Regions from separate parts of the Hordeum vulgare genome. Here region 2 is linked to region 1. Evidence: chromatin contacts called from public Hi-C data. All regions are on one chromosome and are shown on one strand. Each heading gives the region's core, a stretch centred on a gene start, on an enhancer-like site or on the middle of the called end of the contact. The rest is flanking DNA. Distances are from core to core; before and after follow the strand shown. Region 1 holds the start of LOC123425207. Region 2 holds the start of LOC123425208.

Evidence for each region. A called contact is a pair of places that touch in the nucleus more often than the background predicts.
Region 2: a Hi-C map of leaf shows a contact between it and region 1, with 2.8 times the contacts expected there. The contact joins the promoter of LOC123425208 here to the promoter of LOC123425207 in region 1. A contact is called at or near these places in 1 of 6 Hi-C or Micro-C datasets (leaf) and 1 of 1 datasets of contacts at active chromatin or transcription factors (embryo).

What each region holds. Positions count from the first base shown.
Region 1 is chr2H:83,437,004-83,444,909 of MorexV3_pseudomolecules_assembly, forward strand. It overlaps LOC123425207, which reads left to right and starts at 3,246. Exons shown (of 13, transcript XM_045108882.1): 1 at 3,246-3,571; 2 at 3,986-4,032; 3 at 4,113-4,169; 4 at 4,313-4,385; 5 at 5,193-5,248; 6 at 5,568-5,747; 7 at 5,828-6,021; 8 at 6,109-6,248; 9 at 6,334-6,476; 10 at 6,558-6,685; 11 at 6,771-6,929; 12 at 7,074-7,888. The coding sequence starts at 3,464.
Region 2 is chr2H:83,610,716-83,618,621 of MorexV3_pseudomolecules_assembly, forward strand. It overlaps LOC123425208, which reads left to right and starts at 5,212. Exons shown (of 3, transcript XM_045108883.1): 1 at 5,212-5,389; 2 at 5,985-6,432. The coding sequence starts at 6,070.

The DNA.
Region 1 (7,906 bases), core at 1,996-4,495:
TTTCGCTTAATAGGAGGCAGAGGCCCGAAGCCACCACATGCACAAACACAAGCGATACAAGTCCCGGTACAGTAGGGCAACACTACCACCTATGGTAGCGGTACTACCGCTTATGAAGGTGCACCTGATCCTAAGGACATATACACCTCCAAAGTGCCGGGAGGAAAGAGGGAGAAGAATGTGTACGTGATAGATTCTCCAAGCAATTCCAGATGCGAACCCTGTCTTAATATTACAGATCATCCTATGACTCAAGTCCACCAACACTAAATCATACGAAGTACTCCATCTTCTTGTTTAACATTTGAGGGGTAGAATAACCATATCGTGCCACCTCATAACCTTTGAAAGCTCAAAGCACACGATTAGCCCGCAAAGGTATTGTCATCAACCAACAAAACTACTTAGGGAAGATTATGCTCTTACACCCAGCCTATACTATCAATCCCTCCACGCCACAGGGTCCATGCGTTATGATATGGGCTATATCATCAAACAACGGAGGCAGATCTGGCCAAGACCTCTCAGGACCAGTCCTCCGAAGCCATTACCAATGGACTCAAAGGGCAATTGCTTGAAGTATGAGGCTCTTGATGCTCAATACGTCAAAGCAACCGGGCCTACATACCATGTTGCAAGCAACAAGACATTTACCATCGTGGATTTTTTTGGAGACAGCCGAGAAGAAAGCTCTCATCCATCCTTCGATTTCCTTAAACACCCAAACCGAAGGATCCATAACCATTAGATGGTGGATAGGCTTAACGCTGATAACAGTATTGATGAACACCATTCTACTAGGTTGATTGATCACACATCTCTGCCAAGCCAGGATGAATTTATTGACGTGATCTAGCATGGGCTTCCATTTGACCTTCGCTAGTTGTTTGATGCTGAGTTGAAGCCCAAGGTATTTTCATGGAAAGGCTGTGACGCGACATCCCAAAATTGTGGTGACGTGTTGGGCGTTCACCTCCTCCTCGAGGATCATGATAGTTGAGATTTAACATAATTAACTCACAGTCAAAAAGCTTCTTGAAAAGGTCTAGTGTGCTTCTCACAAAGTATAAATCAGGAAGCTAAGAGCATCTCCAGCGGCTAAGCGCCCTCAGGAGACGAAATAGCGCCGCCCGGGGGCCAACCGGCGAAAAACACGGCTTGAGGGGCTCGGGTTCTCAGTCGCGCCCCACCCCGGCTGGCGAGTGAGGAGAGAGATAGAGAAAGGAAAGATTCATTTTTTGCATGCACATGATGTGCCTAGCAGAAAAAGGGAGGAGGGAGAGGCGAGAGGTTGACCAGTGAGATTTGTGCATGCAAAAATAGCGCCGGATGCCCCCATGCGCCCCCGTGGGGCTCGATTCGGCCTGGGACCGCCAGAATAGTTTTGGCCAAATCCGGCGCAAAATGACGTCCTGGAGACGCGAGCGATTATTTTTAGCGACAACGATTAAAAAGGCACTTGGGAGGGCGTTCTGGGGGCGCGGCTGAAGATGCTCTAAGGCCTCTCCCAATGCTCCACCTTGTACAAGTGCTAAGGTTGCCATGTAGACGAAAAATCTGATGTAGCAACGTAATTAAGAGGAGAGAGATGAGTGCGGTAACCCCATAGAAAAACAACGCCAAGCACGCAAACCTAGGCAAAAAACTTAAATAAAATAAATCCACCAATGCATGAGTAACTTTAGTTAAAAAATCATTAAATAAGAAGGCTTAGCTACAACAAACTAAGCACCCATGGGTTGGAAGCTTTAGTTGCTAAACTATCTAATGTGCTTAATACCTTATCTTAACACCAATGCATTGACAATGACCTAAAGCCTAAAGAATAGAACCACTTCATTCGCGAATATCGAAACACGTGAGAGCGGAGTGACATCATGTATAGGAGATAGGACGCCCATCTTTGCGAAGTGACATCATGTATAGGAGATAGGACACCCATCTTTGAAGCTCCCAAGATCATCCCCGTGGATGTATCCATCACAATCACGAATAGCAAAGGAGAAATTTGTTCTCCATGCCTAAGATATCGAGTGTGGTCAATTTTTCTCCCCAGCTCCTTGTTGACCAGAACTTTCGAGCTCGTTGTGAAGTGAAGAATTGCCAGCCACCGCAACCATTATTGACTGAACCCTTATTGTTTAAGCACGTGGAAGATACCCTTGTCTTATCGCCAAACCGTATTGTTATCACATTAACATCTCAATGTACCCCTCTTTTTTTGTGATACCGTCAAAGCCTGTTCAACTCTAACGCCCACTAATGCTACTATGAGCGGCGAATCATGAAAGAAAATGAAGAAAGGGCTCAAAGTCAAATGTGTGTAGAAAAAGTCAAAAACTCTTGATTTTTTTGTTCTAAATAAGGTATAAAAATTATGTATAAAAAGTCAAAAACTCTTGATGTGTGTATAATAGTAAATTTTCTTCTTCAATTTCTGAAGAAGGACTCGAACTCGTCGAAGCTCCCTTGCTAGATTCGCCACTTCTACTATGGATGCTACCTTTTGCATGGACGTGGGCCAAGGCTCCTAACGAGCGAATATACATGCTCCACAAATTTGTGCTACCAACAACATCATCACTCGAGCAGTCACTAGGCGCAAGTCGAAGCGGGTCAAACGACAAGATAACCGAATGTTTTATTTGGCAATTATATATGGTTTCAAAATAAATAAATACCACTACTCTACGAATAGCAACGCACTGCCACAATCGTCCTGTTTGGATCCATAGGCTAGAGTTAGTTTGAGCTAGTTGGGGCTCAAATAACACTAAAGTATCCAAACATAAGGGTTAGATTGTAGCTAGTTGCATCTAACCCACCCAAAAAAACTAACCCACCCAAGAGGTGCTAATTGAAGCTAGTTTTCATGGGGCCCACTAAAAAGTCACTTTTCTCTCTCTATCAACCAGGTAATGACCCATTAAAAAATCACTTTCCTCTCTTCATCAAGTACAACTATTGTCAATCTAACCCTATCATCCAAATACCTCTTTGGCTAGAGTTAGTTTAAGGTTAGTCATGAGCTATAAACTAACTCTAACCTCTAGCTAAGTTAGAGTATCCAAACAGGGCCAATAACCACCTACTGCTAGGACGGTGAGACCTACTGCATTGGTTCTCTTGTACCCTTTGCAATCTTTTGCACGTGCTTTGCGGACAAAGTTTTCCACACTCACACGCTGTCACGCAGTAGGTGTGTAGGGGGTCGTCGTCTCCCCTTTCACGCCATGGCCCTCCATCTTTAAAAAAAACACTCCACTCCACTCCCGAGAGAGGAAGAAAATTCCCTCACCCAAGCCACCGCCCACCGCACTCTTCCAGTCTTCCTCGCTGTCTTCTTCTCCATCCCTCCAGTTCGAAAATTCCGTCCCTCGCGCCCAAACTCCAAACCCTAGCCGGTCCGGCCCAGCCCCCCGCCCCGCCGGCTCCGTGCGCGGAACATGCGGGATCTGGGCCCATGGCGACCGGCCCCGATCTGACCTCCTCCTCCTCCGCCGACGCCGCCGCCGCCGCCGCGTCGTCGGCGGCCAAGAAGGACCGCCACATCGTGAGTTGGAGCGCCGAGGTGCGTGCCGGCTGTGTTTTGTTTCCGCGTCTCGCGGTTGGGGAAATTCGTGCGCGTTTGTTTGCCCTTTCCTACTGGATTTTGGGATTTTGACTTGGATTGGATTGGATTGGATTTGGGACTTCGCGTCTGTAGCAATTGCTTGTTCCCCTTTTCTTGTTTGGCAAACCAAACAAAAAAACAGAGGCGATTTTGGGCATGTTTGGGGGTATAATCCGCTTACCGTGAAATTTTTACTGTTGATTCTCGGACGTCTTAGCCTAATCCCCCCTTCCCTCATGTTAACCGTGACAAAATGTTTTATCTACCAGTTCAGTTTCTCTTAGACTGTCTCCGAGCTTATCCTTGGAGTGCCTCTGCGATTCTACTCGATGCTTAAATTGCTTTCTGATGCTTTCAACTTCTTCCCTGTAGGAGGATGACGTGCTTCGTGCTCAGATTGCGCACCATGGAACTGACAAGTATGGTCTACTCCTGTTTGTTTCCTATCTTCACTTGCTGTAAGGCTTCTCGAAATTAAACACGGCGTTTTCTTTTATAGTTGGGCAGTCATAGCCACACAATTCAAGGATAAGACTGCCAGACAGTGCAGGAGGAGGTGTGTACTTCCCTCTTCCAATAAAGGGGGGGGATTCTTTTCTTGTATTTTTTCTGGTTTTGTAATGTTATAGCATTTGTTCAGTCCTATCGTTTATGAGCAAAGCTAATTCCAAATGTTTTCCGCTTGAATTGTTGCTGCAGATGGTACAATTATCTGAATACAGAGTGCAAGAAAGGCGGGTGGTCTCGTGAAGAGGACATGCTTTTATGTGATGTGAGAACCTGATGTGTTTCTAGCATTTTAATTACTAGGCGCAGACAGTGAGTCTGCTTGAAATTAGGCAAAGCTGCATCATAGTTAACTTGTTTAGGCCAAATTTCATCTATGGGAGTAGGATTCATTTCATGGTCCTCAACCTCATATGACATGAAGAAGGGGGATTTGAGAGAGAGAGAAATCAAGTTCAGGTCATAGACTAGAAATGACATTTGATTAGGCATCAAAATTCGGAGGAACACGAAAGATACAAGGAGGAAAAAGGGAAGCTAAGAAAATAGAGTTCTTCTCACTAATTCTGCCTGCCCTGCGTCCTGTGCTCTTGGTTCCTTATGTAGCACCAGTGGGTTGAGTTTCTTGCGCCAAAGGCCAGCCGTGATACTTTACACATGAACTGATAAATTATTGTCACCTTGGAGGCACTGTTTTCGGCCAGGCTCGACTCATCACGAGTCGCTACCCCAGAACGACTCATCGACTCGAAAACCTTGCTTGGAGGAGCTTAACATGTGTGCAGAGTGGATCCTATCCTTGAGCGCGTACCTTTGGGAAAATGATGGATTTGTTTTGTGGACTGTAGGACGTATGATTGCTATGTTCTTTTGTAGATGACAAACTGCTTGAATGGAATATGCATTGCTTAAAGTCCTGTAATGCCATTACCATTCCTTGAATTAGGCTGCAATTTGTGTTCTGATACATTTGCAACATTGCATGTGCATTTTGCTGGTGCCTGCATAAGTAGCAGTTATTTCTGCAGAACTCTTACAGCACCAAATGATTAATCTTGGACTTGTCATGCAGGCTCAAAAGCTTCTTGGTAACAAATGGACTGAAATAGCAAAGGTTGTCCCGGGCAGGTGAGTTTCTTGCATCTGGTTGCTGTTTTCTGTAAGGTGAAAAGGGTAATAAATATTAGATACTCCCTTTCTTCTGATTTATAAGGGTGTGTATCCCTAGATCATCCATTTGATCGATGAAATATGAGTTGTATGCCACAAAGAGTATACCATTGAATTAATATTTGAAACAAGTTTCTAAGGTATACTTTTTGTGATATATAATTTGTATTATGTTTGTCGGATTGACGATCTAGGGATATGAGCAGGCCTTAAACCAGAAGGGAGGGAGTATGTGAAACATATCTGACATGTGAATGTTTTGGTTTGCCTACAACAGAACTGATAATGCAGTGAAGAATCGATTTTCTACGTTATGCAAAAGGCGGGCCAAGGATGATGAGCTATTCGAGGAAAATAGTACAGTATGCTCCAATGCTAATGCAAAGAGGGTACTGACACAGACTGGTGGTCTCACATGTGGAGCACCTAGCTCTTCACCACCTATCAAGAACATGAGGTACAGATAGTACCAGTAGAAGCTGTTGGTTAATTATGTGAATGAACTTGCACATTTTAACCCATTCTTTCTGCAACCAGCTCTTGTAATCCTGATTTCAAGGAAAACTTAGCACCAAATATGAAGTCATTTGGACAAGAAAAGAGCATACGGCATGATTCTCGGCAACCCCTTTCTAGGATTTGTCCAGACAATCAGAGTGTGAATATTGTAAAAACTCAGAGTCTTGTCACTAAAACCTCAACAAAGCAATTACATGGCGAAGAACAGAGCTGTGAGCCTATTATCCCAGATTCTGAATATTTAACTTGATTCATGTGTTTTGTCAATGTTTGAGCCTGCTCCATGTGCATAATTTCAGGTGTGAAGCATGAGGGTAATTTTTTGAAAAGGAATGATCCAAAACTTGCTACTTTACTTCAGCAAGCTGACTTGCTTTCTTCCCTAGCAACAAAAGTAAATACTGAAAATACAAGCCAAAGCATGGATGAAGCCTGGCAGGTATAGCATCGCCAACTTGATGATCTGAAGTATATTTGTAGTTCTTCACATTTTAAAATAAACTGTTTTATGCTTGACCTTTCAGAAACTACAACATCATTTGGTTAAGAAAGATGATAATGACATGTCAGAGAGCAGTATGTCCGGAACAGCTTCTCTCCTAGACGATCTCGACGATTTAATTGTTGATCCCTATGAGAATGAAGAAGAAGATGAACAGAAGTCCAGGTATATAATGAATAATATCTCATCCTTTTGGTTACCATTCTATGGCCTCAGCTATTGATTCACCACCATTCTGATGAACAGAGAGCAGAATGGAGTAACATCACAAATAGCTCCTGATCAAATAATGGATAATTGCCCAGTTGATCAAATCACAGAAGAAAATAGCCTTTGTGGAAACACACTATCTAGTAGTATGGAACCTTGCCCAGGTAACCTATGCTCTTAATCTGAACTAAGCTACATGTCTTTCCATCCACATCAAAGAAGATTAATTGAACTTTGAAGCTAAAACAGTTGCAGAAATTCTAGCTTATGTAAACTTGGGCGAAGCTGCCGAAGATATGGGGCTTCATTGCATGGAATACAGTTCTCCTGCTCTTGCAGCTCAAGCTCAGCAAGCTAAAGCAGATGCAGAAATACTAGCGTCTGTAGACTTGAGTGAGTCTGCTGAAGGTAGTTGGTCTCAGTTTATGGAATACATGTCTCCCGCTCATACAATTTTGCATGCTAACAGTTCTCCTGCTCATACAATTTTGCATGCTAACAGTTCTCCTGCTCATACAATTTTGCATGCTAACAGTTCTCCTGCTCGTACAGCTCAAGCTCAGCAGGCTAAAGCAGATGCAGAAATACCAGCGTCTGTAGACTTGAGTGAGGCTGCCGAAGGTAGTTGGTCTCAGTTTATGGAATACATGTCTCCTGTTCATACCGTTTTGCATGCTGAAGGAGATGCAGAAACACCAGCATCTCTAAAGTTGAGTGAGGCTGCCGAAGGTAGCTTGCCTCAATGTATGGAACACATGTCTCCTGCTCATACACTTCTGCAAGCTAAAGCAGATGTAGAAATACCATCATCTGTAGACTTGAGCGAGGCTGCGGAAGATAGCTGGTCTCAGTTCATGGAATACACATCTCCCGCTCATACAGTTTTGCGTTCTCAAGCAGGTCCAGAAACACTGGCACCCGTAAAGTTGAGTGAGGCTCCCGAAGGTAGCCCGCGTCAATGTATGGAACCCATGTCTTCTGCTCATACACCTCTGCGAGTTAAAGCAGATTTGGAAATACCAGCATCCGCAAACTTGAGTGAGGCTGCCAAAGATGACAGTCTTCAGTGTACAGAATACACCTCTCCTGCTCATGCAGATTTGCAAGCTAACGCAGATGCAGAAATATCAGAGAATTTCAGCGAGGTTGCCCAAGATTGCAGGCTTCAGTGTGCTGAATTTACTTCCCCTGCTCACACAGCTATCGAAGGTAAAGCAGTTGCAAAGAAACCAGCTTCAGAGAACTGCAGCCAGGTTCCGAAAGATAGCTGCACCCAGCCATGCATGGAATTCACCTCTCCTGCTTGCACAGTTCCAACTTTCCATCCATTCGCAGATGATGTGCCAACTCCAAAAATTACTGCCAGCGTAAGCTTTTGATTTATA
Region 2 (7,906 bases), core at 3,962-6,461, 180 kb after region 1:
AGTCGATATCGCCCAAAGTGTTACAACCAGAGTGACAAAAGCTCATGCGATAACGCTTCCATCATCGTAAACAACCCCTGCTTGGCGTTGGGTTCCGTCATTGCTACTATGGTCTGTGAAAGATCACCATCCACTAATGCCCAGCTACATCTGGATGTCGTGCAAACAATAAGGGAATGCCTCCACAAATCTGGCGAGCCGCATAAACCACAGAGTGAATTTTCCGCCATGTGTCGGTGTGATCTAACATCTTCTATTGGCAATGAATGTTTGGTAGTCTCCATAGGAACATCTTAAGTTTTCCTGGTACTTGTGTTTTCCACATGGTCTTCCATGTGCCTTCTTCAGAGATAACAGAGGAGGTCGCAGCACTACCTTCGAGCCATGCTTCGCGTCAGTTTCGCGTTGTGATGAGCATGCGATATGCCGACTTGACAGAGAAGATACCGCTTGGTTCGAACTGCCAGCTCCAGAAATCTTCAATATTCCGTGTGCACAAGGGAATGCTTTTGATAGTGCGAGCATCCATAGGAAAGAAAACTGACGAGATGCGTGCATGGTCCCAGGTAGCCGATGTGTGATCAATAAGTTTTGCAACCATTGTCGGCGGATCTGCAACTAGACACCCATATGGTTGCATCATCTCATCTCTGGGCAGCCATGTGTCTTCCCAAATCCTAGTTGATTCACCATTCCCTATTCTTCGTATCAATCCTTGTTTCAGAACATCTCTTCCTTCAACTATAGCTCTCCATATCTGACTCGGATGGTTACCAAGTGTAGCCTGCAGAATCGTAGAGTTTGGGTAATAGATACTCTTCAACAGCCGAGCGCTGAGCGAGCCTCGTGATTGCAACAACCTCCACGCCTGACGAGCTAGCATGGCAATATTAAAGATCTCAAAGTCTTTGAAACCTAAACCTCCCAATCCTTTTGGTTGTGTCATTGCTTTCCACGAGACCCAATGGGGCTTCCGTTTACCATCTTTACTGCCCCACCAAAACTTCTGAATGAGCATGTTTAGATGTTCGCATAGGCCTCTTGGGAGATTGAAACAAGACATGGAGAATACCGGGATGGCCTGTGCCACCGATTTGACAAGCACCTCTTTCCCCGCGGTTGACAAACAATTCTCAATCCAGCCCTGCACCTTACTCCATAGGCGATCTTTTAAGTATTTGAAAGCCCCATTCTTAGAACTTCCAATATCTGAGGGCATACCCAGATACTTTTCATTTAAAGTCTCATTTGGGACGTTGAGCAGAGTCTTGATTTCCCCTCTAACATCTTCTGCCACTCCTTTGCTAAAGAAGATGGATGATTTTGTAAAGTTAATACGCTGACCTGAGGCTTGGCAATAGCTGTTCAAAACTAGGTTCACCTCATTCGCTGCGAAACTGTTGGCTTTGCAAAACAACAGCCTGTCATCAGCAAATAAGAGATGGTTTACAAGTGGTGCAGAGGATGCAACCTGTATACCATTCAAGTTGGATGACTCACTTCTGGATTTCAACATGCACGAAAGTCCCTCTGCTGCTAGCAAAACAGATAGGGAGAGATTGGGTCCCCTTGTATAATCCCTCGTGTTGGCTCAAACTCTTCAGATTTCTTACCATTGATCATGACAGAGAATTTCACTGTAGTGACCAGCCCCATCACTATGTTCACCCATCGTTCAGTGAAGCCCAGTTTTAACATGATTGCTCTGAGATATGGCCATTCCACCCTGTCATAGGCTTTCATCATGTCAAGCTTCAGAGCAAAAGCTTGATGCTTCTTAGCCTTTTTTCTTTTCATAAAATGAAGACACTCATAGGCTGCAATGATGTTGTCAGTAATCAACCTTCCTGGCATGAAGGCAGATTGTTCTTCAGAGACGATGTGAGGTAGCACGACTTTCAGGCAATTAGAGATTACCTTCGAAGCAATCTTATATAGCACGTTGCATAGGCTGATTGGACGAAATTGGGTTAGCAAGGTGGGGTTTTTTTACCTTTGGAATAATAACCAAGACAGTCTCGTTGATGCATTATGTGGATTCCGTGCCCTCCACTATTTTTAGCACCACCTTCGTCACTTCATCCCCGCATATCTCCCAGTGTCGTTGGAAGAAATGGGCAGGGAATCCATCCGGTCCAGGCGCCTTGATGGGAAACATCTGAAAAAGAGTTGTTTTTTACTTCCTCGTTACTATATGGTGCATTCAGCGTGTCGTTCATCGCCTGTGAGACCTTTTGGGGGACTGTATCCAGCACCTGTTCCATGTTCTGGACCCCCTCTGCCATGTATAGGGTTTTATAAAAGGAGGTGGCCATATCTTCCATCTCTATCGCATTCTCAGTTATTTGCCCATCCGGCTTCTGCAGCGATCGAATGTGGTTCTTTCTCCTTCGTCGGCTTGCTCGTTGGTGGAAAAATGGGTATTTTTATCTCCATGCACAAGCCAGTCGACTCTAGATCGCTGTCGCCACAAAACCTCCTCGCGATGGAACAGTTCAACCAGCCGATCACCTATTTTTGTTTCCTGCCTTGTTGGTTCGGTTCTGCCCGGTATTTCCCGGAGTAACTTGAGCTCCTGTTTCAGGGTTGCAATTTCCTTTCGAACATTACCGAAGTGCGTTCTCTCCCACGAGGTTAGTTCACCTGACAACAAATGGAGTTTGTCTTTTACCTCGCCCACTGAATCTCCCGAGCCGACAGCCCAACTGCTTCTCACCTGATCGGTCAATGACTGCTCCCGCTCCCAACATACTTCATACATGAAGGGCTTCGGGCCACGTCTGCGTTCCTGCCTTTCTTGCAGCCGAAGCAACATGGGAGTATGATCGGATGTAGCAGCCGTGAGATGTTCGACTGAAACATTCGAATAGGCTATCATCAGTTCTGTGTTCGCGAGACCCCTGTCCAATCTAACCCTCGTGAAGGATCCCCCCGCAACCTTCTTCCCAAACGTCCAGGGTTGTCCTTTGTATCCGATGTCTGACAGCCCACAAGTGTCCAGCGCGTCTCGGAATGCATCCATCTGTGCTTGGGTGCGGCTGCCCACTCCATCATGTTCATGTGCATAAATCACCTCATTAAAATCTCCTATGACCACCCACGGCTCATTGCATGTGCCTGTAATGCCTCGCAGCATATCCCAGGTTCTGTGTCGCTCATTTGCCTGGGCCTCTCCATAGACAAAGGTGATTCTTGTTTCTATGCCCGTCAAATCTTTCACAAGAGTGTCAATATGGTATTCTGTATAACCAAGAATTTCCAGCTTTATTTCCTCATTCCAAAAGATACCAAGCCCCCCACTTCTACCAGAGCTGCTAACCACAAATTTTTTGTTGTATCCTAGAGATCCTACCAAACCCTCCACACGGGAACCTTCTATTTGTGTTTCGAGAATGCACACAACAGAAGGGGCAAATTGCTTCGAGAGGTCCCGAAGCTCTCGAACTGTCGCATGTTTTCCAGCCCCGCGACAGTTCCACACTAAGCAACTCATTGCGCTAGGCGCGACCCACTCTGGGGGCCCGCCAAACGCGCATCAATTTGTGTAGTTGCCGCCTTGCTCTTCCGATGGTTCTTCTCTGCTATGGACAACGTTGGTTTATATCTCTTTGGTTCATGCTTGGACGAAGGACTTGCTGGAACGGAAGCATCCGATAGCATGGGGGCATCCCCCTGTGATGGTGCTACTCCTGGAGCAGGAAGTAACGATGAATTGGCTAGGGTTACTCTTTTGCGGTTCATGTCTACATCCTCCATATCGGCATCAGCATCATCTATCTGCACGAACCTATCATCATGATTTTGTTCCGATCCCCGACCACCACGGCCAAAGCGTCCATTACCTCGACCTCCTTGGTTTCTAGTTCCTCCTCCAGCCCTTCCTTCACCCGGCCCGCGCCCCGGTCCCATGAACCATGCAGCACGTAAGTCCTTGAAGACGAGAGCTTTGGGTGGGTGAACCCCGTCTCTACACTCCTTGTGCAGGTGCCCTAGATGGCCACAATCAGCACACCAATCTGGTAGCCTTTCATATTTAATTCTGAAGATCTCCCTCTTCCTATTCTTTACTAAAGAAACAACATTCTTCAGTGGTTCTTTAAACGTTTATCTTTACTCGAACACTAAGGCCCTGTTTGTTTCAAAAGTCCCGGGACTTTTTTTAGTCCCAACTTAAAAGTCCCTAGTCCCTACCCGTTTGTTTCCAGGGACTAAACAAGGACTAGAGGTCATTAAATGACATGTAAAAAGACCATGTTACCCCTGACCATATTATTAAATAACACTTGTTCATAAGCAAATATTACAAAAGCAGAGATGGAAAAGCCCCATCCTGCGACACCTCGAATGGCAGTTGATGAGGCACCACGGGCTCGACCAACACCACGTCCAGTGCCCTGGAACAAGGGCCTCCCACGCCCTCTGACGCCTCCGCCAACGGAAGCTGCGGCAGGGGCGACAAATGGACGTCTATGAGCGCTGCCGATGCTCACAGACTGGGTCAGGCCTCCTCCTCCCTGAGACACAGCCCTACCACGACCAGGGCCAGCCGAAGGAGGACCATGGACGGCCTGTTCGTCAAGGAGAAGCTGTTGGTAGGAGCCCAAATCGGGGAAGTCATCCACGTTGCTATTCAGATAAAAAAAACCGAATCCCCTTCTCAGATTGCCGCCGGCGGAGGAGCCCTGAGATGTCGGTTGATGCGAGCGGAACGGAGAGGGGAGTTGCGTCTCGTCGTCTTCATCCATGGCGGCGGCGGGCGAGGGAACTGGCGGCGGCGGCGGCGGCCGAGGTGGGAGACGCGAGCGGGAGCGCGAGCGGCTGGTAGAGACGCGAGCGGCTGGAGGGAGACGAGCGAGCGGATAACGCGATGCGATGCGGGGCAGGGTAGGAAAAAGTCCCAAAAAGTCCCTCCCACAGGTACTTCTCCAAATAGTCTCAAACACCCCACTTTAGTCCCTAAAAGTCCCTCCTGTTTGTTTCACATGAAACTTTTTGAGACTTTTTTTAGTCCCTACACCAAAAAGTGCCTGGAAACAAACACCCCTAAAGAAACAACAACCAGATGGTTGGTACATTCTTTTTAAGACATAAAAAGGTAGTGAGGGAGTCAAACAAACCAGCCCAAGCCCAGTGACTGTACAGGACCCCCTACCACACATGCCGCCAAGCCCAAACCAATGGAATCCTAGGAGAAGCATCATGGCAGGGCACGTGTACTTGACCTGGCCCGGCGGCCGCCCCCTCCTCCTCCTCCTCCTTCGGTTCGTATCCTCACTCGTTCGTCTTCGCTTCCCGCCCGCCCGAGCCGACCCAGCACCAATGGGGGGAGCGTGACCGGCTTCCTGGACAAGCGCGACGGGAAGAAGGGCTTCCATCACCCGGCCACAAGGTGACCAACCTCACCGTCGCGTCCGGGGTTTCAACTTTGCTGCGCGTTTCAGGGCGGGTTTTGGGGGATTTTTGTTTTTGTTCTTGGTCGGGTCCCGGCAGCTGCTTGCCCAATCAAAGCTGCTTCTCTGGACTTCTCTTCTCATTCTCCCGGGATCGACAGGAGAGGTCAGGACTGGAGCCCGAGATTTGATCTGCTTCTGAACTTGTTTCTGTGCCTGTCGCCTCCTCTGCACGTACGGAGTAGGAGTATTTCCTAAGATCCTGATCCGCCTGTTCGTCCGGCGCCGCTGTAGATTTCGGAGATCGCTGCCATCCCGCTTAATAAACTATGCCGTTTCTTGTCGATTCCTGCCGCATTTTTTTGGGGGGTTTTGAACTTCATCGGATTCCTCTCATCTTTTTTTTTTTTTCCTTTTTTCTTTTCTTGGCGATTTTGAATTTCATCGGATCCCTCGTGCGGCTAATCACGAGCTCGCAAACCGCTGCCCGCTTGGCTTGGCTGCATGCAGGCTTCCCGAGAAATTTAAGGCGATTCTTTTTCTCCATTTCCTCTCGGTGGGAGCCCTAATTTCAGTTTCGGTTTTAAATTTCAGTTTTTTTTACTTTCCCCGGAACTGTCGCCGCACTCCCCCACAAATCTCGCCGCGGCCCTCGGTGCTCTGCGCGAGCGAGCGAGCGATGGACTTCGACTTCGACTGCGCCGCCGCCTCGCCCGGCGGCCAGTGGATGGGCGAGACGGCGTCGCGGCGCCGGCAGCGCCGCCTCTCGTCCTCGGCGTACCTCACGCCGGCCTTCGACGCCGTCGCCGCCGGCCAGGGGGGCATCTCCCCTTCCTCGTATTCGTCGGGCGGGCTGGACCTCGGGTTCGACGCGTCCCTCCTCCGCCTCCGCCGCACCTGCTTCTCCGCCAACGCGGAGCTGGACAGCCGCCGCCTCCTCTACTCGCCGCAGTCACCGCCGCCGCAGCAGCAGGCGCGGACGCGGCGGATGCACGCGATGGCGGACCATGAAGCGGCCTACCTCTATGCGTCGAAACGTCAGGTGATTATAAGCTGCTCTCCAGATCTAAGTTTCACTGGCATTTCTCGTCTGATGAAGTATTGAACTGATGCCTGGAGTAGTGGTTAGTGTCTTTAGCCCTTTGTTCTACTAGCCTGGTTATAATATTGTGCTTGCATAATTCAATACTGTTGATATCTGTAATGCCATGGTTACATGATTTCAATACTTTCTCCCGTTAATCACAATGAGAAGACTCGGGGTGTGGTGATGCAATGCAATGCAGAATTCTATATTGTGTTTATAGGAGGAAAAAATTCCATATTTAGTCAGTTGTTTCTTTTGGATGGACAATATAAGAGAAAAATCCCTGGGCCTCTGCATCCCAAAAAGTCTCGCGGCAAGTTAGTTCTTTGTCAACTGTCATACTACTACTCCTGGAGTATATACATAAGAGTTGGAGTGCATGACCTATATACATAAGCGTTGGAGTGCATGACCTATTTCTGAAAGTGAAGGTTGTCTGATGATGTACAAAACAGGAAACAACTTAAATTTTCATTTGGGGATAGTGTCATCTACTATGTTCCTATGTCCTAACACTACTCATCAGACTAGACTATGGTCATAGTATAGTCCATTAGTTTACTGTACATGGCAGTTCATGTTGTGTTCTTTATTAAACTAATGCCATGATATTTGATAATGCATATAATTTACTAAGTTACTACCTACTGCAAATCTTATGAACTTACAATATGAGTGCATGACTTCATTCTGACAGCGAAGGTTGTCTGAGAATGTACAAAACAGGAAACAAATTGAACCAGGCCATCCAATTTTCATTCGGGAATAGTGTCATCTATGTTCCTATGTCCTAATGCAACTTATCATACTGTATGTAGACTATGGCCATAGTACAGTCCATTAGTGTACTGCAACAGTTCAGCTGTGGTCTTTATTAATTTGATGTCGTGATATTTGATAATGCATTTGAGGTTGAGCTACTAGTTACCACCTATTGCAAATTCTACTTAGTTCCTTACTTTGTCATAATGGATGCTGGTTTAGGTTCTGCTTCAGTAGTGCAGTTACTTGTAGCTCGGGTGCACAATTGCTTGTTCCCTAGCTCTGTATTGTTGCTAGGAAAGAATAATTTCTGATTTGTCAGATAGGCATGGCTTCTTAGATGATTGACTTTTTGTTTGCTCTTCTAGAATAGGGAGAAAGAGTTACTACATTGTTCTGGTACTGTGCCAAATTATTTTCTCATTTCCTTAGCTAGCCACTCTTGCATTGCTAGCCAGGGAAGAAACAATTCCTCATGTTTCAGATAAACATAAATCAATTTGCCCTTAAATGTTGTTGAAATCAAGTCAGTCACCAGACTGCAGCATATCGGCCTTGTTATAGATCCAGCTCCTTTGTCAAGTTGTGGTACAGTTTTTATATGCCTTTACCTTGAACCAACATATGCGCTTGATTTTGGATCTTCTTCCATCATTAAGCTCCTGAT